3 separate regions of the Macaca mulatta genome follow, and regions 1 and 2 are each linked to region 3. Evidence: chromatin contacts called from public Hi-C data. All regions are on one chromosome and are shown on one strand. Each heading gives the region's core, a stretch centred on a gene start, on an enhancer-like site or on the middle of the called end of the contact. The rest is flanking DNA. Distances are from core to core; before and after follow the strand shown.

What was found. A called contact is a pair of places that touch in the nucleus more often than the background predicts.
Region 1: a contact with region 3 is called in a Hi-C map of liver, with 3 times the contacts expected there. The contact joins the promoter of UTRN here to the promoter of LOC144340292 in region 3. A contact is called at or near these places in 3 of 14 Hi-C or Micro-C datasets (fetal cortex germinal zone, fibroblasts and liver).
Region 2: a Hi-C map of liver shows a contact between it and region 3, with 2.3 times the contacts expected there. The contact joins the promoter of STX11 here to the promoter of LOC144340292 in region 3. A contact is called at or near these places in 3 of 14 Hi-C or Micro-C datasets (CD4 T cells, cortical neurons and liver).

Annotation. Positions count from the first base shown.
Region 1 is chr4:49,542,956-49,547,501 of T2T-MMU8v2.0, reverse strand. It overlaps UTRN (utrophin), which reads right to left and starts at 2,065. Exons shown (of 75, transcript XM_077999492.1): 1 at 1,929-2,065.
Region 2 is chr4:49,409,846-49,414,561 of T2T-MMU8v2.0, reverse strand. STX11 (syntaxin 11) reads right to left here and starts at 2,192. Exons shown (of 2, transcript NM_001260831.1): 1 at 2,098-2,192.
Region 3 is chr4:49,477,326-49,482,397 of T2T-MMU8v2.0, reverse strand. It overlaps LOC144340292, which reads left to right and starts at 3,701. Exons shown (of 3, transcript XR_013416231.1): 1 at 3,701-4,143; 2 at 4,625-5,072. TRNAL-UAA (transfer RNA leucine (anticodon UAA)) reads right to left here and starts at 3,839; the gene lies at 3,757-3,839.

The DNA.
Region 1 (4,546 bases), core at 816-3,315, 67 kb before region 3:
TCCCTTCAGAATGCTTCCGGCTGTCATATAGACCACAAGGCAAGAATGTATGAAATAAACATAAGGTGTTTAAAAAATAAACATAAGGTGATGGCCTTAAAGACAAAACTAATGTTTTAATTTTTTAAGATTTAGGAATTACACAGTGAATATATGTATATAATTTTTATTTTGTACTATATTTTACGTATATAGCACATATATATCCAACAGTGTGCATTTTGATGGAAATGCTGTGTAAATTGAAACACTATTCATTAATTTACTCTAGGAACCAAAACCTAGGAATGCTCAAGACAGTAGAATAGGAAGCCAAGCGCACAAGAGTTTCCTGCTCTGCTTGAAACACAGTAAAAGAAAACCGTGAGTGCCAAGAACTACCATTTACAAAAAAAAAAAAAAAGGCGCTCCAGGGAAGGTTAATACTACTGTGATTAATACTGTTTACAGGGCCAATAAATTTTAGGTAAACACCCAAAGGAGAGTTAAAGTGTTGTCTCATCGGTCCCATAAAGGCTGATAAAAGGGGCGGGGAATGGTTCCACGTTAACCCTGGCCGTCACCGCAGAAGTACCCACAAGCTTTGCATTCCTCCAGCTCTCCCCTGACCCTGAGCTATCTGCAGGCTGCGTCTTCCCATGCCCACAGCCAACGAACCGGGAGGACCCAGATCGACTTCCTGAGGCCGGTGCAATTTACAAAGGAATGGATGCTGTCGCTGCCGCCCGGGAGGGAGGCCGGGAGCTCCGGATCAGACCTAGGGAATCCGGCCTCCCCAGCGCTCCGTGCGCTCTGGCCGCCGCGACCGCTGCACTGACCCTCCCAACCGCGGCATGGGGAACTGGCCCGCAAGGCCCTGGTGATCCAGGTGATCTGAAGGCTGGGAAAGAGGAGGCCCTGTCCTGGACACCTCAGAGAGCGGGGTCGTGGAGTTAGAACCCGGGCTCTGCAGTTCATTGTAAAACAAAGTGCTGGTCCCACGGCTCTCTGGGAGGTCGGGCAACGTTTTCTCCCTCCTCCTTGAAAAACGCACTGGAATGAGTCCCTTTCGTAATCTGAGGCTTGGAGAAAAAAAAATCCCCTTGAACAACCTGCGATCTAAAAGTTGCACAGCCTTCAGCTGGTGCTTTGTTGGTTTTTAAGTGGCCTTGAGCAACCAGAACCTCGGACCCCGGGCCGAAGAGGGGCATGGATTACCTTGTCAGTTGCAGCAAGAGATCCCCAGAGTCCGGAAAAGGACAGCCGGCGACTGCGCCGGACTACACACCAATGGGGCGCCCCCCTCCTCCTGTCCCCTCAGCCTCTCCACGGCCGCTGGCAGGGAGCTTGGCGATCGCGCCACACTCTCCGGAGTCCCACCCTTGGGAGCAGCAACCACCCAGAGGTCAAGCATGCTCCCCGCCGGGCGGCTAGCTGGGAAGCGCTTTGCTGGCCGCCGACCACACAGTCACCCTCTGCCCACCCTCTCCTGTGGACACCGCCGGGGCCCCGCCTTCCCCGGGCCCGGGTGTCTGTGACAGACTCTCCTAGGAGGCCACGTCCCCTCTTGCAAATCACTGGCCCAGCGCCCTGCACCACGCGATGCACGGAGGGCGACCCTGTCACCCCGGCGGGGAGGAGGATTGGGGAGCAGGGAGGCAGTACAGAGCCGGTCAGAGAAGTTTGAATCGTTCACAACTAGTACGGATCCCCAGCTCTCCACGCCTCCGGCATTCTCTCTCGCACCGCGGGAAGCTAAACTGAGGCCCCGAGGAAAGGGCACGCAAAAGTTACTCCCATCTTCGACTCTGGGACTTGGGAAGGAGCTCGGGACGCCGATCCCACGCGGAAGAACCGCAGAAAGCCATCCTCCTCCCGGTCCCCGCCCCATTCCCTCGGGGGCTGTAGTCACATTACCAGCCCTAGGCTTCAATAATGCATGGGCTTACCTGGTGCCCGCGGGCCGCCTCGCCTGCCGGCCGCCACCGCCGCACCCCGAGCTGGCCAAGGGCTCCTCTAGGAGTTTGAGACGGAGTAATCGCGGGGGTGTGTGCGAGTGTGAGTTTAGTGGTGCGATGTATTTTTTTAAAAAATAAAACTTGGAGAAGCAGACAAGATCCGAAATTAAAGAAAAAAAAAAAGAAAGAAAGAAAGAAAAAGAAATTGACACCCGACTGAAAACGCCCCTTACTTGTGCAATCTTCCTGCCTGGTAGTTCCGCCAAAAACAAAACAGTCAAAGCGCAAACCTGGAACGGGCGCGCAGGCACCAAGTTTGCCAAACGCCACAGAGTTTTCCGTCTGCAGAAATGACCCAAAAGAAGGGGGGCGCCGCTCCCCGTGATCCCCCAATCGGCTTCTGGAGCCAGAGGCTCCTCCTCGCCCCTCGGCGGGAGAAAGCCCGCGGCCGGCTGCTGCTGCCCGCTTCCCTCCTCCGAGGAAAAACGACTCCACAACTTTGTGCGCGAGAGCGCCTCGCTCCTCCGGCTCCTCCTCCTCCTCCTCCCCGCTGCGGGCCTGCCCCTTTGTTGCAGCCCAGCGCAGGCGGAGGAGGAGGGAGGGTGGGGCGCAGGACCGCTGGATCGCTCGTTGCCGCCCCAACTCCCCGGGAACAGGCTCGCCTCCGGGCAGCCGGGGGTCCGCTCTCCCCAGGAGAAGGGAGCAGATCAGCGCCAGCCCTCCGGCCCGCGCCTTTGCAGCGCTCCGGCTCCCCTTTGGCTCTCTCGCCCGGCCGCCGCCGGCCCAGCAACTTTGTTCCAGGAGATCAGCCCCACTACGCTCCAGGGTCAGCGTCCGCCGGGCCTCGGCAGTGACCGCGGTCACCGTGTCGGGAACTTGGCGCCCCAAGTCACCTGACCGCGCGCCCCGTCAATCAGCGCAGGCCCTGCGCACCCTCCCAGCCCGCAGCAGCCGGGCTCGGCGCTTGGCTGGCCTGGGGCGCGCGCTCCAGTGTGAACCGTGCGTGCCGGGAGCCGGGAGTCCGGAGACCTAAGCCCGAATGGATGCCTCGAGCAGACACAATTCCCCTTATTCAGATTATCTGAAAATGTGAGTCACGTCCCCCTAGGCAAAACAGGTCTCTAGTTAGGGCGATTTTTTTTTTAAGAGATAAATTCCAGTCTGCCTTCCAACTCACCCCATCTCAGTTTGCTGACGTTGCTGATTTTTTTAACCCTAGTTCCAACCGTACATTTATTTTACATTATTTCTCTAGTGTCGTTTTTAATATTAAAAAAGAAGTTTTCTCTTACATTAGTTTGTATTACAAGTAGTGTTTGTGCTGACCTTATTTTTCTGTTTTCCAATATGCACACACAAACGCACATGGGGAAGCTTGAGAGATTGACCAAAAACTATCTGGGAAGAAATGAGCTCGTGATGTGTGTGCATTTTTCTTATTTACACATTTCATTGCTCGTGTGTTCCTGTGATTGTTTTACACGATCAGCACACGTGGGAGGGGAAAGAAAACAACAACTTGAGTTCCTAGTTCGTATTAACAGAGAAAAGCATGGTTGATACTCGAGCGTCGGCTTATTGCTGGCTTAATATTTGAGTTAATTTACACGACAGTAAAGATTAAACCACTAGGGGCCTTAAAGGAATTTTCAGAAAGAGTTTACTCGTCTTTTGTTTTAGTGAAAGGTTCCCCCATCCATCCCTAAGTGCTCCAGGGAGGGGGCAGGTAGGAGATTCCCAAAAGAGACTCTTCCTTATAAGGTTTCTAGGACAGCTTCCTTCCTTTTGATGACTTTCTACGTATAAGCCAAATGAAATCCGAAGGATTAACTTGAAATGGGTATGATTTTACTCATTCACTTCATTCATTCATTTAACAAGCATCAGTTTATGGCTGTCAGGTCTGCTGGTTCTATGGATAATGCAAAGATAAATCTGATAGTGATCTTACCCTTAAAGAACTTGGAATGTAGTAGGTGAGATAAGGCATGTAAAGAAGTAAATATATACAAGATCCGGGAGATAAATGGCATAAGAAAAGAACAGATCAAGTGCTAGCTGAGTATGGTCACATAGAGGGACGCCAGGATTTGTTTTTTGTTTGTTTGTTTGTTTTTAATTTTTTGACAGAGTCTCTCTCTGTTGACCAAGCTGCAGTGCAGTAGCGCGATCTCGCCCACTGCAAGCTCCGCCTCCCGGGTTCACGCCATTCTCCTGCCTCAGCCTCTCTAGTAGCTGGGACTACAGGCGCCCACCACCACGCCCGTCTAATTTTTTGTATTTTTAGTAGAGACGGGATTTCGCCATGTTAGCCAGGATGGTCTCAATCTCCAGACCTCGTGATCCGCCCGCCTCGGCCTTCCAAAGTGCTGGGATTACAGGCGTGAGCCACCGCCAGGCCCCCAGGTTTTTTTAACTGATCATTTTGCAGACACCAAAAGTTGCTTCTCACTCACTGTATCCTGGTTGAGTTGATGAAACTCAGACTTTCTCCTTCAAAATAGATAATAAGGGCACACTGAAGTGTTTGAGGGTGTTGTCACTTAAAATTTGTGACGCACTTCACAATTTACAAAGTACTTTAATACATCATTTTAGCTCAAAAATTT
Region 2 (4,716 bases), core at 943-3,442, 66 kb after region 3:
GTTGGATATCTTAGCAAACTGTGGAAACTTGGAAACCTTGATACTTGGGCATCAAGTTCAAAAGTGTCTCAGCAGATTTCAATTGTAACAGTAAACTGTGATATGGTAGATTTATTCATTTTGGCTCACAAGGCTATAATGTGCTAAAAAACATTGATTTGAACTACAAAAACAATGATCAAAAACTTGCTTCAATATAGTGTTACAAATTTATAAAGTATTAGGCAGGGCATGGTGGCTCACATCTGCAATACCAGCACTTTGGGAGGCCAAGGCAAGCAGATCACCTGAGGTCAGTAGTTCGAGACCAGCCTGGTCAACAGGGCCAAACTTGTCCCTACTACAAATACAAAAGTCAGCTGGGTGTTGTGGGTGCCTGTAGTCCCAGCTACTTGGAAGGCTGAAACACGAGAATTGCTTGAACGCAGGAGGAGGAGGTTGCAGTGAGCCAAGATTGCACCACTACACTCCCGTGTGGGGCAAGAGAGTAAGACTCTGTCTCAAAAAACAAAACAAAACAACCTATTAATTAGTCATACCATTTCCTAAAAGTCACGCTGCTAACTAAAGGTGACTGCAATGATCTAGGGATGGTAATCTGCTGAGTTTACTCTTTAAATACACTGGAACCCAGCAGATTGAGTTATATTGGGACAGAAACTTCACTCTGGGTATAGATTTACCCTAGCACCTTGTCAGCAGGATCCTATTATTCATGGTTGTACAAGCAAGGTTCAGGGAAGAGGCTGGCACAGAGAAAGTACCTGTTAACTGTTGTTTGGGACTGAATTCAGCTCAACTCAGCTCCAGTAGAGATGGTGCTCCCTTCTCTACCGTGTTGAGATAGTGTGCAGTCCCTTCCTAGGTGCTGCTACCCACCACAGTGGGGCCTGTCAGCTTCAACTTTTAAATTTCTCTGCTCCCGCTGGGACCCACCCGCTTCAAAAAGCACCATGTGGTTTTGGCATCAATTTAGTAAACACACACTGTCTGAAATATTTTGATTTTAGAGAGTTACAATCACCACATTAAATGATACATTTCTACTATTCAGTGAAAATGGTAGCAAAATGGTCATTGAATAATGAAATTAATTTTCTCCTGGGCTTCTGAGGCAAAGCACATGATTTTAGTGGTTATCTTAAATCAACCCAGTGACCTTTACTGGCATGTTGTAACATCAGGCGCCTTAGGAAACTGAAAACTCAATCGTCACTTCCCATACCACTGCCCCAGGTCAGCAGGGCAGGCATTTCACATCTACAGTCTCATTTTAAATACAGACAGAGCAAGCCTCGCTTTTCAAAAGTTCATTAACAAAGTCTCACAATTAAGAGAGCAGCCCTGTGACTCATTTTTGGATACCTGTAAATAACAGCTCCTCCCTTTGCTGAGAAACGGCTGAAACAAGCGCGTGAGAACCACAGGAAGTAATACAGATCTCAGCTGGTGTCAGCGGAGTCTAGAAAAAGGCAGAATTCCCTCTCAGGACGGCGTGGTTCTCGCAGGCATTGCCACTACTTCTCTCCATTTTTCTAAAACAAAGTCTTACGTGGGCTGCGAAGGGACTGCTCCAAGGCTCTATCAATTTCTCCGTCTTTCTTGGCTACTGAGTGACACTGCCAAGTTCAAGTCAAGAAGTACCCATTCTGGTGTTTTTGACACAGTCACCCTAATAGGAAGTGAAGAGGTGATAACACAAAAACACTTCAGTCTTTCGATTTAAAATAAAATAGTCTTAGGTGGACACTTTAAAAAGGCAGCCTACCGACAGGTATCCCTAAAATAATTCCTGTGAAGCACTAAATCCTAAATCCCTCAGCCTCTGAAATTAAAAGTAATTTTAAAAAATCATTCCGCTTTATATGAGGAACCCAATCCTGTGTTTCCGAAGGTGCCCAGAGGCGGCGTGAGGACCTGCGCCAGATCCAAAATCCCAACTAAGGCGCAGCCGCGGGTCCCGAGCCCAGACAGTGCCCCCGCCCGCCTCCCGGATCTCTCAGCGCACGGGGAATAGTCAGGAAGAGAAATGGGGGGTCAGGAAGAGAAATGGGGGGTCAGAAAGAGAAATGGGGGCTCAGGGAGAGAAAAACAAACCTGGACCCGGAACGAGAGCGCGAACTGAGAAGCCTCTCTCCCCGCAGGGCGCGCGTCCCCTGTGGGCGCCGCGATGGGGAAGGAAACCTGTTGCGCGACTCCCGGCGGCTCTGCTCCCGGCGCCTCCTGCGGCCGAGGCTGGGCTCCTCCACAGCCGCCCGAGCTCCGCGCCGCCGCGGCCGCATCTGGGCGCCGCCGGCTCAGCCCCCGCCGCTTAGGAAGCTACCACAGCTGGGGACCAGGCCCCGCCCCGGGATGACAGCGCCGGGGCGCGGCAGCAGCCGGCTCACAGAGCACGGGTTCCCGCCCCACCCGGAGTCCGTGCGCTCGGGACCGCCCGGAGCCGGGGACTCGCTCCAGCCCCTCCCGCGAGCCCCGGGGCGTTCCCGGGGGCGGCGCAGACCGGCGCAGGGAGTGGGATGTTAGCCGCCCAAGACACTTCCTCCGCTCATCCTCTGGTCCCCAGGTCAGGGAGTGCGATGGACTTTCCCCGGGAATCCCCGCTGCGCCGGTGACATTTGCAGTCCGGTGCGTTTCTGCGGCAAGGACGCTGGAAGCGGTCTCTGAGCGTGGGTGTGGCTGCGGAGGCTGCAGCAGGTCCTGCATCCGCGGGACCCTCGAGGAGGCGGGCGAGGAGCCTGCGGTCACACAGAGGCCGAGCACAGCCTTCCCAGAACCCGGCCGGCCAACCCATCTCCAGTCGGCCTCAACACCCGCCAGGCTCATCATTCCCTGGATATCAACTGAGCGGCCCCTTGTATTCCCAGGATAACACCGCGCTCAAAAACACTGCCAAGACCCTCCCTCCAGGTCCCGGCACTTTAACGGGGAGAGATAAACATAAAGTGTGGATTGTGTCAGGTGATGGTAAAGCACCTTGAAAAACAAGGCTGAGGCTGAAAAGTAAGGAAGTGATACTCAAGAAAGGAAAAATCGGGCCGGGCGCGGTAGCTCATGCCCGTAATCCTAACACTTTGGGAGGCCGAAGGGGGCGGATCTCTTGAGCCCAGAAATTTGAGACCAGCCAGAGCAATATGGTGAAAGCCTATCTCTACAAAAAATAAAAAAAAATTAACTGGGCGTGGTGGCACGCGCTGTGAGCCCAGCTACGCGGGAGGCTAAGGTGGGAGGATCACTTGAGGCCGGGAGGCCAAGGATGCAGTGAGCCGAGATCGCGCCACTGCACTCCAGCCTGGGCGACAGAATGAGACGCTGCCTCAATTGAATGAGAAGAAAAAAAATAAAAAATAAAAATAAACGAATCCTGTCTTGATGGGAGAATGTTTAAACACAGGAACCACCTGAAAGAGCTCCCAGTTGCCAAAGATGGAACCACTGAGCAACGAAGTAAACTGAACAAAGTAGTACTGGATTACAAACCAAAGTAAAAAATATCCATGAGTCTACACTGATATAAATAAATAAATAAATGAATAAATGGCAGAGAGGAGACAAATCTCCTATACAGAATAATTCCAAATAATTTATGTAGATCATCTACCCTAGGCTGTGCACAGTGACTTCCTCCAAAATAGTACAATGTGGAAAGGGGAAAAGAGTAGCTTTACAATGGAGAAAGCCAACAGACACTACCCCAACCAGATGTTCTAAGTCAACGTCAACAATCATGACTCATATTGATGGCGTGTAGTCAACATGATGTGATGAATATGGCATATTACCTGTGTGGTCTCCCTCCCCAAAAACCATAACCTCAGTATCATAATGAGAAAAATATCAAACAACTTCCAACAGCGGGACATCTTACAAAATACTGGACCAATATTCCTCAAAGTTGTCAGGTTATCAAAAGTAAGGAAAGTACAGTCCAGACGTTGTGGCTGTCGCCTGTAATCCCAACACTTTGAGAGGCTGAAGCCAGAGGATTGCTTGAGGCCAGGAGTTCGAGACCTGGCCTGGCCAACATAATGAGATGCTGTCTCTACAAAAAAATTAAAATAAAGAAAGTCTGAAAAACTGCTGCAGCCTAGAAGAAACTCAGGAGATGTGAAACGAAATGTAATGTGGTATCCTGGATAGGATCCTGGGACAGAAAAAGGACTTGGGGAAAAACTAAGGAAATCTAAATAAAGTGTGGACTTTCATTAGTAATAAGAATCAAGGTTGATTAATTAGTTGTGAGGAATGTAATGTAAGATGGTAATCATAGGGAAATCTGAAATGGAATCTATGGCAATTCTGTACTACATTTGCAATTGTTCTGTAACTCTAAAACTGTTCTAAAAAATAGTTTATTTTAAAAGAAAGTGAAATAAGAGGGATGAGGTATGTTATATTTTTAAAAATAGGTATATTGCAAAGCCCTCTGTGATAGGAGAATCATTGAGGGAGGAAACAATGCAGCTATTGGGATTAAGATCATTTCAAGCCTAGGAATCAGTGGATGTAAACGCCCTGAGGCAGGAGCATGCTTGGCTTCTGGGAGAAATATCAGCATGGGCAAAACAGAGTCCAGGAAGAGTTATGGTGGTGGGACTAAGAGTGGGGAATAGAGCATGTAGGGCATTGGTAGTCATGATAGTCTTTAAATTTTACATTGATTGAGATAGGAAGACTGAAGAATGTTTAACAGAGAAGCTAAATGATGTGGCTGGTTGT
Region 3 (5,072 bases), core at 2,452-4,951:
TTACATTCCACAGTCATAGGCTGTCACTGCCCACTGTAGCCTGTTCATACTGGGACACCCACTTTTTGCCTCAGAGCTCTTAATATTGAGTTTAGCCTTTGCCAAATACTAATCTACAACCTAGGATTCTGTCTCAATGTTATTTTCTTTTTAAATAATATAATAACAATAATAGAATCAATCATTCCTCTCTGCCAGGCACTCTGATAAATGGTTCAGAGGCGTCAAAATCTATTTTGATGAAAATGAAATGTAGGCTGGGTTGGTTTGCAATTACCCTTTATCTGGTAGCAGAGTAATGAGGAGATGCAAGGCACCTGGGATTATGTTCTCTGCCTCTTATACAGTATCTTTGAACTAAACAGACTTATTAAAACATGGGGCATTACCATTTATCCCACTTGAACAATTAACATATGGGTGAGGTTCATAGCATGTATTGAATTTGTTCTTCAGCTAGCTGCAATTGTATTTGAAAGTGAAAAGAAAAGAGAAATAATTAAGGTTTCCAAATTCCAACTTCCTACTGAGGACCAAGAACGCTACTTGTTCAGGATCTCTCAAATTGGACTTGACTTCCGTGTTTTAAAATTGATGGCTAATCCAGATATCTATTATCCTTCAACTTCATAGCCAGATTTGGCATTGGAAAATAAACTGAAACAAAGAAGATGCAGTGCGATAAACCTTCTATTGATACAACTAAAATAATGGCTCCTGCAAGTTGTATCAGTGATTCAGTATTATTTTCAATGGCAGGTTTATCAATAATGATTAAAAGAGAAAAAAGAAAGTCAATTTACTGGCTGGCATAGATATCTCCTGAATCTGCTTCCAAACACAGTAACTGTGGAGCAAATTATCAGAATTCTATAGTTGGAATAAGGCAGACAGAATTTAACAAAAAATTTGCCTCAAATTAACCAGTAGGTGTCACTGCTTAAATACATTGGTAACAGCTTTTCCTACAGCCATCTATGTAAAAGCCCCATAGAAAATAATCAAACAATTTTGAATGACTTACAACTACTTCAAACCCACAGAGAATGTTTATAAATCCACACTGTTACTTTATAATTCAAAGGATTGACTTAAGTTCTTTTTGTTAAAATAATTACTAGAAAATCATTATAAGCTTAGTGGCAGTATACAAATTTAATGATTAATTTAATGATCAAATTTAACTGATTCAACTTTAATTTAAGCCAATTTAAATTTAATTCAAACTAAGTTAACAATTCAAATTTAACTTCAGTATATTTGCTACGTTTTAAGAACCTTTGAAAATATATAAAAAGGCTAATACAACAGATCTGCTTTTCAAGGAAAAAATCCTGGGCTTTTAAGGAGGAAGAGAGAGAAAGACTGAGCTCTGTCTAACTGGTTATTAACTGAATTAAACAATTTTTCCCCCAAAATATTTTCTACCAATTCAACATGTCCCTCATCCCAAGCCTATAAAGACAGACCAAGATTCTCTACATCAGTAGACACAGATACTTCCAAATGTAACATTCGTCAGGTTCCTTCTGTTTCAAATCCTTGAGGGCATCCTGGACATCACACTTCACAGGGCCCCCAGTTGGCTCCCAGGTGGCTTACCCCACCCGCATCTGTCTCCCTCTCCCCCTTGCCCCTCCCTCATCCCTGCTTCTCCTCCTTCACTTCTCAACTAAAGCTGGCTCTCTGAGGAAGAGTCAGGCTTTCCCAAACCACTCCTTTAGCACCTTGGGCATAATTCTTATCTTTTCATTACAAATGTGGCTTATTAAAATCTCTATCTCTTGCTATCTGAGCTCACTGAGATAAAGGTCAGGTTATTTATCTGCACATCCAAAGTATCTACCAGCGAGTGGTTCAGAGCCTGTTCTCAGTTGCTGGCAGGATGTTTATTTCCAAAATATGTAGACACTCTTTTTCTCTTTCCTTTTTGAACAATTCAATTCTAAAGCCATTAAATGAGCTTGAGCAATGTATAGATCTGCATTGGGAAGGTAGGAATTCAGGGAGTTACAAACATGTACGGGGAGAAAAAATAGAACAGAGATATTATACAGATATATAGATAAATAAACAAATAGATAAATATGCACAGACACACACACACTCCTTAATTCTGTGTACCCAGAGGGCCTGGGAGTAGCAACACCTCAAAAGCAATGAGCACACCTAGCATTGAGACCTTGGTTTCTAGACACCGTTCTCCACTAAAAGGAACCAAGGATCTTTGGAAAATGGCTGATTCTAGCACTGGGTCAGGAAAGTACAAGTAAGTCGGGACTATCTTGGAGTAGGAAGTAAGGACATGCTAAAGAATAATGCAGCCCAGTCTCTATTAAAAATACAAAATATTAGCTGGGCGTGGTGGTGGGCACCTGTAGTCCCAGCTAATCGGGAGGCTGAGGCAGGAGAATGGCGTGAACCCGGGAGGCGGAGCTTGCAGTGAGCCGAGATCGCGCCATGCACTCTAGCCTGGGCGACAGAGTGAGACTCCATCTCAAAAACAAAACAAAACAAAAAGAATAATGCAGACAGGTCAAAAGTCAGCTTGAATGGGCTGTCACTGGCCCAATCTGAGACACTTCGAGCATCAAAAGGAATGAATGGTTATTAACTAAAATAGAGCGCCATGAGTACATAGGTACATAGCTTATAATTCCATAAATAATTGAATAAAATGAAAATTTGATAAGGCATGGGATATTACACAGCTTCAAGGCACTTCCCTCTAAAACATGTGCTAATCACAAAGTGAAAAGAGTAACTTTATAGAGGAGAAGCCTGGCAGAAAAGCAGGCCACACTGAAATCATGCAGCCTGAGAGGCTGCCGTGAGAACACCGCATGGCTTCTGTGGAAGTACTGCTAAATAAACAGAGCCTGGATCTCATCAGGAGGAAACACCAGAAAACCTAGACTGACAAAGGATATTCTACAAACCGGCTGGCTTGTCAGCAGAAGTGTCAAGATCATGAAAGTCAGCAGAGGCTGAGGAACTCATCCACACGGAAGAAGTCGAAGGAGACAGGACAAGTAAATGCAACGCATCATTCTGAAGAGGAGCCTTTTGCTATAAAGAACATTCTTGCGACAACTGGTGACCGAATGGGGACCGAGGATTAGACGGCATTAAATCATCAATGTTAATTTCCTGATTTTAATAGTAGTACTTGGGCATCCACTCGGTATTTTACTTTTAAATGATTCAAGAGAGGAAAAAAAGTTATTTGCATTGTGCTTGCAACTTTTAAAAATTCTTAGAAGGCTTTCATTAAACAAACAAACAATTTTAAAGGAAGAAGAAGGAAAAAAAAAAAAACTTGACCACGCTGTATTTAAAAATTCTAAGCCGAACCCAAGTTGGAGTGCATTTTACATCTAGGATGATACAGTCTCCACCTTCTAGGAGTTAAAAGAAGAGTTGTGCGCACAAAATTAACATTGACGGGGGTAAAAAAAGGAAGAGAGAGAGAAAAAAAGAGAGATGCATTTTTTACTTTTTTGCAGAGGCAGTTTTAAAAATACCCTCCAGGTCACAGCCCTCCCCCTCCCGGCCGCCTCCCGCCCTGCAGTTGGGGAGGTGAGCGGAGCTCCGCGGGCCGCCGCCTGCGCGGTCTCTTGGGAAGCAGGTCTTTGCGTGTGAGCGTTGCGCCTCTCCCAGCCAGAAGTCGGAATTCTAATGTCCAATGCGTGCTGTGTTCGGTGAGATTCGTATTTTTAAAATAATAAAATAATCTAAGAGAAAAAAACCTCGAACTACCAGGAGTGGGGTTCGAACCCACGCGGACATATGTCCATTGGATCTTAAGTCCAACGCCTTAACCACTCGGCCATCCTGGTACAGGCATGCGACGTTACTTTCGCTCTTCCTACAAGGCGTCCTCTACCTCCTCCTGCCCGCACCCTGCCTCCAGAACGTGGAGAGTTTTCGCCGCCACTCTCTCCGCTCTCCCATCCCGGGCTGGGGCGGCCGCCACGCAGGTACTTCGGTTTCTCGCCGCCGCAGCTCACTGTTGCCCCCGGCCCGCTGCGGCAGTGAAGACAACTGCAGCGGAGCTGCGCGCTCTCGGCGGGGACGTCGGCGCTCGCGGGCCTTTGGCTGGGGGGAGACTCCGGGCCCTCCAGTTGCGCTTTCAGTTTCGAGGTGCGCGGGCGCCGCAAACACACACCAGCAAACTTCTGGGTTCCTGGGAGCGCGTTCTGGAGGCCCCTGGCTGGTGGTGCAGGCACGCGGCCCACAGGGCGGCGTTTAGTTTGTGTTGTTCTAAACAGAGTTGGCTTCAAGGAATGAGGTGCCCGGACAGCAGCAGAGTTCCTGGACTCCTGCCCCTAGGGGCCGCTTTTCTTCTTCGCATGTGCCACAAGTCACACGGGAGGGAAGCTTTGTAGAAATGTGCGTGTCGCCTGTGCCACGCCACATGCAGGGGAGCGTGGCACAGTCGCCCTTCCTGGTGCCTGCAGGCCCATCCCCACTGCACGCCTCGGATGCAGTACGGTGGCCTCCTCTTTGCCCCCGCAACCCTACAAGGCAATGAGATATTTTTGTTCCCTTTTCTTGTTTTGCAGTGTTCTCCTTACTTTCTGTGTACATGAGTTTCAGTTCGTCCTGTTATCCCTTTTCCCAGGACTTCCACTGCATTCCCCGCTACCCAGGACCTCATATCGACCACAGAACGAAGAGCCCAGGCTCTGTGTTGTGGAGTGGTAGGGGCCTGGTGGCTGAGCTGGGATCCGGCAGCCACATGATTATCCGGTCACGCCCTTGTTCATATGGTGCAGACAGCGACTTCTTCATCAAGAACTTCTATCAGCCTGGAGACTGCACACACCAACCTCACTGTGCGACACCTCACCAATGGCTCTCCTGCTGGGTCACATTGTAAGAATTGTCTTGCCTCTTCTTGGAACTCCTGTGATCCCTGGGAACAAGGGCTGTCACGAGCCTGCTGCCCTGGTTCACGGAGTTTCCGCCAACTCCTATAGAACTGTCCCTGCGAGAGGGCCTCAGGATAGTAACCAGGAGAATCACCACTTTCACACTTTGCCACACAGCATTGTAAGCTGTCAGAAGCC